Linked DNA regions of Sus scrofa: region 2 is linked to region 1. A link is a contact called in public HiChIP or PLAC-seq data. All regions are on one chromosome and are shown on one strand. Each heading gives the region's core, a stretch centred on a gene start, on an enhancer-like site or on the middle of the called end of the contact. The rest is flanking DNA. Distances are from core to core; before and after follow the strand shown.

What was found. HiChIP or PLAC-seq counts read pairs in DNA pulled down with a chosen protein or histone mark.
Region 2: a contact with region 1 is called in an H3K27ac HiChIP or PLAC-seq map of skeletal muscle, with 4 times the contacts expected there. The contact joins the promoter of ASB4 here to the promoter of PEG10 in region 1. A contact is called at or near these places in 2 of 47 Hi-C or Micro-C datasets (embryonic fibroblasts and skeletal muscle) and 1 of 2 datasets of contacts at active chromatin or transcription factors (skeletal muscle).

What each region holds. Positions count from the first base shown.
Region 1 is chr9:74,471,561-74,475,889 of Sscrofa11.1, reverse strand. PEG10 (paternally expressed 10) reads right to left here and starts at 1,769. Exons shown (of 2, transcript NM_001302463.1): 1 at 1,573-1,769. SGCE (sarcoglycan, epsilon) reads left to right here and starts at 2,066. Exons shown (of 11, transcript NM_001144124.1): 1 at 2,066-2,185. The coding sequence starts at 2,149.
Region 2 is chr9:75,107,890-75,112,246 of Sscrofa11.1, reverse strand. It overlaps ASB4 (ankyrin repeat and SOCS box protein 4), which reads right to left and starts at 1,869. Exons shown (of 6, transcript XM_021102414.1): 1 at 1,579-1,869. The coding sequence starts at 1,765.

The DNA of each region.
Region 1 (4,329 bases), core at 520-3,019:
CTGAAGAGGCTGGCTCAGGGAGGGGCCAAGCTTTAAGAGGCGGGGCCTGGGTAAGCCACCGCAAAGAGGGCAGGCTCAGAGAGAGGTGGGGTTTGGGGGAGCCACCCAAGAAGGGGGGGCATGTGGGAGGCAGGGTCTACGGGAACTACCTCAGAGGAGGCAGGCTTAGGGGGAGGCGGGGCCTGGGGAGGCAGGGTCTAGAAGGCGCGCTCTGGGAAGGCGCGCTCTGGGAAGGCGCGCTCTGGGAAGGCGCGCTCTGGGAAGGCGCGCTGCAAAGGAGGCGCACTCTAAGTAGGCGCTGGGAGGCGCTAAACCTGCTCAGAGCAGATACTGCAGAGAAGGCTCGCTAGAATGGGCGGGGCATGTCTGAGACTGGCTGCACGCCTCTCCCAGGATCCCCCCTCCCAGAACCCCTCCCACCAGCCTCCAACAGCCAGATTCATTTCATGCAACAAGAGCAATCACCCGCAGATCCAACCTCCTCCCCTTCCAAGACTAAGCAAACCAACAGCCACAAACTGTTGCTGGACGCCAGTTCGGGCCACCACTACAACTACACTGCCACTTCAATCAAGCGCTACTAGGCAAGGCAGCCTGCTCTGCCACCACCAAAAGATTCCCTTTTGCGCTCAAGTCAGCGTCCCTCCACTTCACTACCATAGCAGGAGTGGTGTGGGCAGAATGTTAAACACTAATTTTTGCCCAGGGCTCCATTTTGTCTAACAGCACCATCACGCAGAGAACCATCCTGTAGAAAAACATAGTGGGAGCCATTCCAAAAGGTGTGTTAGAGACAAAGGGTGGGGTTCCTCTAAGAAGAGTAATCTTACTCTTCAGCTCATGTTCGCTTCAGCTGGTTTCTTTGTAGCGCAAAACAGCGCAGCTCGCGTACCTCTGCAGCTGTTACTATTTTGTAGCGCATTTTAGGTGTAAATCGTTCCGTAGCTCATGTACCTCTGTGGTTCCTGTGTCCTACAGCGCAATGAAGCGCTGTTGTAGTGGTAATATCATATTTGTAGTGCTAATCTTCTGCAGCTCAGATATTGTAGCGCATTTAAAGCGCAAATCATTCATTAGTCTGCAGTTCATATATCACCGCAGTTGATACTGGTTTTCACGCAATGAAGTGCCCATCAGTTGGCAGCACATTGAAGCGCCCATCAGCTTGTAGCTCATTTGAAGCGCCTATCAGTCTGTAGCGCATCTGCAGCGCTCATCAGTCTGCAGCGCATTTGAAGCGCTTATCAGTTTGTAGCGAATTGAAGCGCCAATTAGTTTGTAGCGCATACCACTTTGCGGCACGTTTGCAAATTGGTCTGTAGCTCATGTCCGTCTGCAGCTCATGTTTGTCCGCAGCTCATATCTGTCTACAGCCCGCATCTGGACTTGGGTTCTGGGAATCAAAGCCCTGAAGGCTTGGTTTCTCCAAGCAGTTTTGGGGCACAGCCAGTGAAGGCGTGACAAGGTGTGCGTGGAGACTTTCGGGCGCTACTTTATCTCCCGCAGCTCCTGATAATAACAGGGAATGAATGTGATCTTAAAAAAAAAGAAACATCCTCACCGCATACTCACCACGCGAGGACTCCTCTGCGAAGACAGGAAGGACGGGGTCCCACACCTGCGCCAGGCGTGGGCTCCGCTGGGTGCTCAGCAGCCCGGAGTGGCTCCGGACGCGAGCCCGCTCAGCGGACCTTTCGCGAGGCTCGGTGGTCCCTCTTCGCTGGTCTCCTCAGGTCGTAGTCAGGTTTCTTCGACACACACCAACCGAAGTTGAAGCGCGTGTACCGGGAGTGCCGACTGTGAGCCTTATATAGGCAGAACCGAGGAGGGGGGCGCCAAATCCCAGCGTGCTCCGCGGGTTAGGGGGGCGGAGAGGGGGGAGCGGGGGCGGAGGGGATAGGGGGATGGGGGAAAAGGGGGTGGGGGCGATGGCCACGCTACACCGGCCCGCCGCTAGAGGGAGTACGGGATTAAGGAGGGGGTGCAGGATGCTGATGCTGAACTGGCCAAGCTGGGAGGAAAGAAGAAAGGGAGGGGAGGGGAGAATCGAGGACGGCCGGCCTAGCCAGGCCAAGAAAGCAATTGCCCCGGTGGTGGGAGCTGGGAGACCCTTGTGCTTGGACGGGACAGGGTCGGGGGACACCCAGGATGAGCCCCGCGACCACTGGCACCTTCTTGCTGACAGGTTAGTGGTGTGCGCGCGATGGGAGGTCCTGGGGCCAACAGGCCTTCGCCTCCCCATCCCCCTCCCGGGTTTTGGGTACCCAGGTGCCTTTTCTGGGCACCAGCCCCCCTTCTGTGGAGTCCCCAAGGTACCCCTCCATCAGGACTCCCCATACCCCACTTCCTGGGCCCTTTGCGGCCCTTACCAGGCTTGACCCCTGGCCTTTTTTCTCCGCGCCCCCGCGGGCCCCTCCCTGCCCAGAGGCGCTGGAATTCCGTCTCCAATTTCCATTCCCACTCGCCCCCTCCGCTCTCCAGCAGCCCTGCTGGTGGACCTCTCCTGATCTCTTCCTCAAAGAGCAGGGGGTCGTTGCCCATTTGGGGGGGGGGCGTTACCCCAATAATGGGGTTCTGCGGCCGGTAGACGAGCCATAGAAAATGGGTGTCAAGCTGCGCCCCCTTCTACAGAGACACATCTTTTTTTCCCCTTTTCTTGAATGTGATCTGGAGAGAACACAAAAAATGTGCATTTTGAAACGCCTAATTTTCCCCTTTTCCTAAGCGAATTTTTCGGCGATGGAAATCTCGTTTTCCTTAGGTTTTACGGAGTGGGGAAACGGAATCATGATAAATTAGGAGCTAAATAGGGCTTTCAGGTTAGGGTTAACCCCGGTTGGGGGCCAGGGACCCTACCAAGTGCACTATTTGAAGAAAGCAAAAACAATTAAAAACAGCTGTGGATGCCTCCAATGTATTTGGCGGGCTTCGGAGCCTCCCGGCTACGGCCTCTTGGTGATTACGAGGTTTACGCAGAGACCTAGATCTCTCTGCAATGTTATATTTTTCTGAATCCTGTAGGGTGAATGAATACATTTAGTCACGGTCCTCACGTTTAATCCTTTAAAGTGTGTTGCCGGCCACAAATATTTGTGTATATTTATACATATAAACATATATTTTACGTTAGAGAAAATGAGAAAATTGCAGTGGGTTACCACTCTCAAATACAGATGAGGAAGGATGCTTTAAACAAACAAACAAACAAACGCTTAACGTGGACTTCCTAATCGCCTCAAAGTGTTAGGCACTGAGAAAAGGGACAATCTGCTATTTATCTTAGTAAAAGAAGTTTTAAGTGAAAAACCAATTGTCTACAACTGAGTGAGGTTTCTGATAAGAACACAGATGAGACACATTTGTATTTGAAGGCTAAATTTGAGCATATTTCAATAACACTAGCTGCAGATTATTTTATACGTAGAGGATAAAAGAGAATTTGACCCATTGTGGATAATAGGATGGCAGGCATCTCACCTTAAGTGAGCCTTTCTGGCCTAAATAAACTGGAGCACATTTACTGAGATTCTGTTTTTTATCAGAAATAGATGTTGACCATAAAATATATGAATAAGTGAAGTGCAGATTTCCAACACTGAAGTATAATTTTTCTAGGAAGTTGGGTGATCATAATTATATTGTTTAGAAGTGCCTAGTGCCTTTTAATGTTTAGGATGTTTACTCTTTTCTGCAATATAGAATAATTTCAGAAATTCCTGTCTTTGCCAGAGCACTGTCTGGTGACCGCCGGACTGTCAAATTCTTAGCATTTTTTTTAATCCAAGGACGTTACTTCATCTAGTTGTTTGTTAACTGATAGACATTCTTTTTTCAAAAAAATGAGATTAAAAACAGTACAGATGATAGAGAAAACTTAGGTTTAAAAATCTATCCTAAGACTTTTAAAGTTTGAATAAGTTTGAACCTAGTTGAATTTTCTATCAAATTGTTAGCCAGGATTTTTGAGGTGGGAAGGTACACAGAAAGAACAAAAACAGATTTAGTATTATTACTCTTATCAGAATAAAAGTAATTCCTTTTCATTGTACAAAATTCAGGGGAAAAAACTCCAGAAAACTGGGGAAAAAATAAAGAAAATCAAGATCACGTGTAGCGTCTTCAGCCTGCCATGACCCCAGTAAACATTACGGACTGTACTTTCTCTATGCTTGTATATGTGCCTAAGTGATAGGTATTTTTCATAGAGTTACACATGGTAATTTCTAAAAAATTAAAAATAGTATCAAATTAATTTCCTCCATTATTTTTTATCCAAGGAGTCTTAACTATCAAAATGACATATATGTCTGCAGATATATATAATGCAAA
Region 2 (4,357 bases), core at 620-3,119, 640 kb before region 1:
TGAAAACACATCCCACAGCCCTAACACTATGAAAAGACCCATTAGAATGAATGAAAATTTAGCTCTATGAAGACCATGGAGCTCATATTGACAGAAAGATTTTAAAGTGCTTTTTATTTTCTGATTCAGGATGATGACCCCATTAGAAGCAAAAGAAACAGCACCCTTTTACTCCAGAATATGCCACTAAAACTTCCTTTCTCACAACTTCAGAACCTTCACGTGTATCGCAATTTGGCAAGCCCAAGAGATGAGAAAAGGCATTCTTCACAACTCAGGGCCAAATAAATTACCTGCTGATTTGGACCTATGTTACTTTACGCTAGGCACAAACATAAGCTTAAACAATGCCTTAAAAATGTATGTAGCATTCAGTCTTTCACTGAGTAAATTCATAGATGAAAACAGTCACATAGTATAGATTCCTCTTAACAGTGCCTCCATCAACCACATTTTAAAAACCAGACCTCTTCATCTTCCAGTCAAAATAGCAATGCCAATTTATAATAAAACTCTCAAGTAAAAATCATAAATGCAGGAAGTAACTGGCCTCAATGATCTCATCCTTCCTTCGGAACTGACAAGCAGAGTATAGTAAATTAAGGTAGAAATACATATACCATTAGCATTAATTTCTGAAAATTGATGGCACTGATGATCTATACACAAATGGAAAGTATTTAAACCATGAAAAAAGAACTGCTATCTCCCGCTCAACATTGTACACAAGACCTTATCATCTATTTTGTTTAAACAGAAGTGATGTTGAACATGGTGTTTGTTTGCGGTCTGCTTACCAGATGGCCTCGCTACTCAAATTCTCCCATTAACTGGCTGATTTGGGAAATCAGAGTCTGCTCACTTCTATTTTGTTTCTGATTTATTAAGCATGGATTCCAGAAAATCCCTTGATAAGAAAAAAAATCAGTTCTAATTTGTGTCATCCACAGTTTTTCATAAGACAGAGACTCCGTGTTAAGTAGATCTACAATTTTGTTCTGTCATTGCAGTCAAGGAAAAAAGTTAACTTTTTGGCTTTCCTGCCTGAACTGAAAACTCATTAAAATGATGAGGATCATCAAGTTGCTTCAAGGTATCCCCCTGCCCATCTATTAATCCTCCAGATAAGGGCAAAAATCCTCTTATTCCTCCAGATGGACGCAGAGATGATCTATCTTTAAGTGGCCATGTTAACAGAACCCAACCTAGTTATACTGTCTGGATTATATCTTAGCACTCTGTTTAACCATAACCTAGAGATGTCTTCTTTACTCTATGTTGAGGAGGAAGAAGAGTTAGAAATTAAAGAAATTTGCATAACTAAATATGATTATACAGGATTTTGAATTCCAGGCACAAGGATACAGAAAGTAAAGAGAAGGAAAGAAAAGAAAAAGAGGTTTACATATACATATATAAGCCCATTTCACCTAGTTTAAAAAAGAAACAATTACGTGAGAAATGTTTTTAAATATGTAAAGAAACAATAAGAGCTACCAGCTTAGATTGGGTAACTAATGGTTTGCATTTAAAGAAAAATCCATTTTCTATCACTTTTACAACTATACCTATGTTTACCTTGTTTATAAGATGCCAAAACCATATTCTCATCTTCAACTTCAAAAACTGTGTCCACATCTATTTGCCGTTGGATTAAAATGGCCTTCAATTTTCCGAAGTCATTTGACTTTAGAGCCTCAAGGAAATTTCTCTTAACTAACTTGGCAGTTGCAGATTTAGTAACAGGGGCAGCCGGGCCGTCCATCCTTTCTCTCCCTCTGGAAGCTTTGTTGTGATTTATCAGGAGAACAGCACCAAGCAAACAGGCACATGCTAGAGAGTCCACAAACTGTCAGCTAATTTTATCCCAAAGTTATGCTGATCCGTTCTATTTATATAGGGATCATTTCAAACTTCAAAATATCCTTCTTGGCTGTCACTGCACTCTCAGGTCTTTTAAGCTGGTTCTATAATAATTCATTGAATAATATTGCATGTCAAATGAAGGCAAACCCTTGCCATACATTTTAGAGGATAAAATGTCACCATTATTTCTTATATGATCAAAGTAATAATGTAAGATTTAAAAGATCTTAATGCTTTTTTTTTCCCCCTCAGTAAAAACATCTGGTGTGCCCAACTGGATATCCAGTGTCTTGCTCTGATTAACCAATAGCCACAAATGAAAATTTGTTACAGTTGTTGTTACATGTGCTTCTGAAAACCTACAATAATCTGTAGTATGAGCCTGCAAAATCAAGCATGGTCATACACATTTGAAAATGAACATAAGGTTATTAAGTGATTTACACATGAAAAATTTGAATGTCATGAAAGAAAGTGGGGTGGGGTGAGGGTACAGAGTGCTATTTTAGATAAAAAGAGACTAAAGGGACAAAACATCTAACCTTGTATTTTATACACAGGTATAGATATGTGTGTGTGTGTGTGTGTGTGTGTGTGTGTGCATAAATAGAGGATGCAAATGTGGCAAAAAGTTAAAAGTTAGCAAATTTAATGAGGAATTTATATATGTTCATAGTATTAATTTTTCATCTTTTCTGTAAGTTTGAAATCTTTCCAAGTTTAAAAAGCAAGAAAGAAAAATACACTTTCTTTCTTTCTTTTTTTTTTTTTTTTGGGCTGCACCCATGACATATGGAAGTTCCCAGGCTAGGGGTTGAATCTGAGCTATCGCTGTGTCAACCTACACACAGCCATAGCAACACCGGATCCTAGCCACGTCTGTGACCTACACTACAGCTCATGGTAACACTGTATCCTTAACCCACTGAGCAAGGCCAGGATTAAACCTGTGTCTTCATGGATACTAGTCGGGTTCATTTCCACTGTGCCACAACGGAAACTCCAAAATACTCAATTTTTAAATGTGTAAGTCATTACAAATTAGAAAAATTATGATAGAGTTCATTTGAACACAAAGAAATCACATTTTATATATTGTTGGTGAAAGTCAAAACTGGTACAATCTTTTGGCAGAATAATTAGCAACATGAATTTTAAAATTATAATGTATTCTTTTCTTAGAATTTACCTAAGGATATAAATGTGGATGCAAATCATAATATAATATTTTAACTTGTTACACACTGCTATGTAACATAAATATAAGAAAGTAGAAAATGACAAGTGTACAGCATGACAGTTTTTACAAAGTGAATACGCCCTTGTAACCAACCCCCACGTAGAACCACAGAGTAGTTCAGGTAGACTTGAAACTTCCTTATGTCACCTTCTAATCAAAACACTCACCTGATCCCGATGATAACTATTATCTTGACCTTTAATACTGTAGATTAGTTTTGGGGTTTTTTAATGTTTAAAATATTTGTTAATATTCTTAATTTTAAATCTTCAAGAAGATAAAACGTCAACCTTAACATAAAGTATCTGGCCAGAAAAAAAGGATAGATAAATGAATAAAATTATAGAGATGGGTTATTACATTGTTAATAATAGTAAAAAATATGGATGCAATCTAAGTGACCAACAGTAGAGAATTTGATAAATTATGGCATATCCATAGGTAGATATATATTCATTTAAAAATATCTATAACTGAAAATTCCTATAAACATTATTTTGTAATCTGATTTTTTTTTCCTTTTTGCCTTTTCTTGAGCCACTCCTGCGGCATATGGAGGTTCCCAGGCTAGGGGTCGAATCGGAACTACAGACACCGGCCTATGCCAGAGCCACAGGAACACGGGATTCGAGCCGCGTCTGTGAGCTACACCACAGCTCAAGGCAGCGCCTTAAACCACTGAGCAAGGCCAGGGATTGAACCCGCAACCTCATGGTTCCTAGTCGGATTCGTTAACCACTGAGCCACGACGGGAACTCCGGTAACCTGATTTTTACATAACAATTTATTTTGTAGAATTCTTCATGTCACTAAATATTTGTCTATTATATTTCAAAAAATAAATAAAACAAAATATCTATAAGATATTTTATCTACAAGATATTTTATCTAAAATATCTATATTTAAAATATCCATATTTATAAAATAGTATATGTAGTATAAATGTCTTCTAAAAATACATATAGTTATATAATGTACAAATACATATTTGTATATATTCATATAACATATAAATTTGTATGCTAAATCCACACATAGGAAGAAAATTAAATGCATTAATTCCCAAATATCATCAGCTTTTATCTCCTAGTGCTAAGATTTCATCTGATTTCTTCATCTCTTTCTTATTTTCTGAAGTCGTCTATAATGACCACAACTTACATTTGTGATAAAGATGTATTTCTGTACTGAATATATTAATAACGATAACTTGGTAACGGAGAATAACGCAGAATTGTAGATTCCATAAA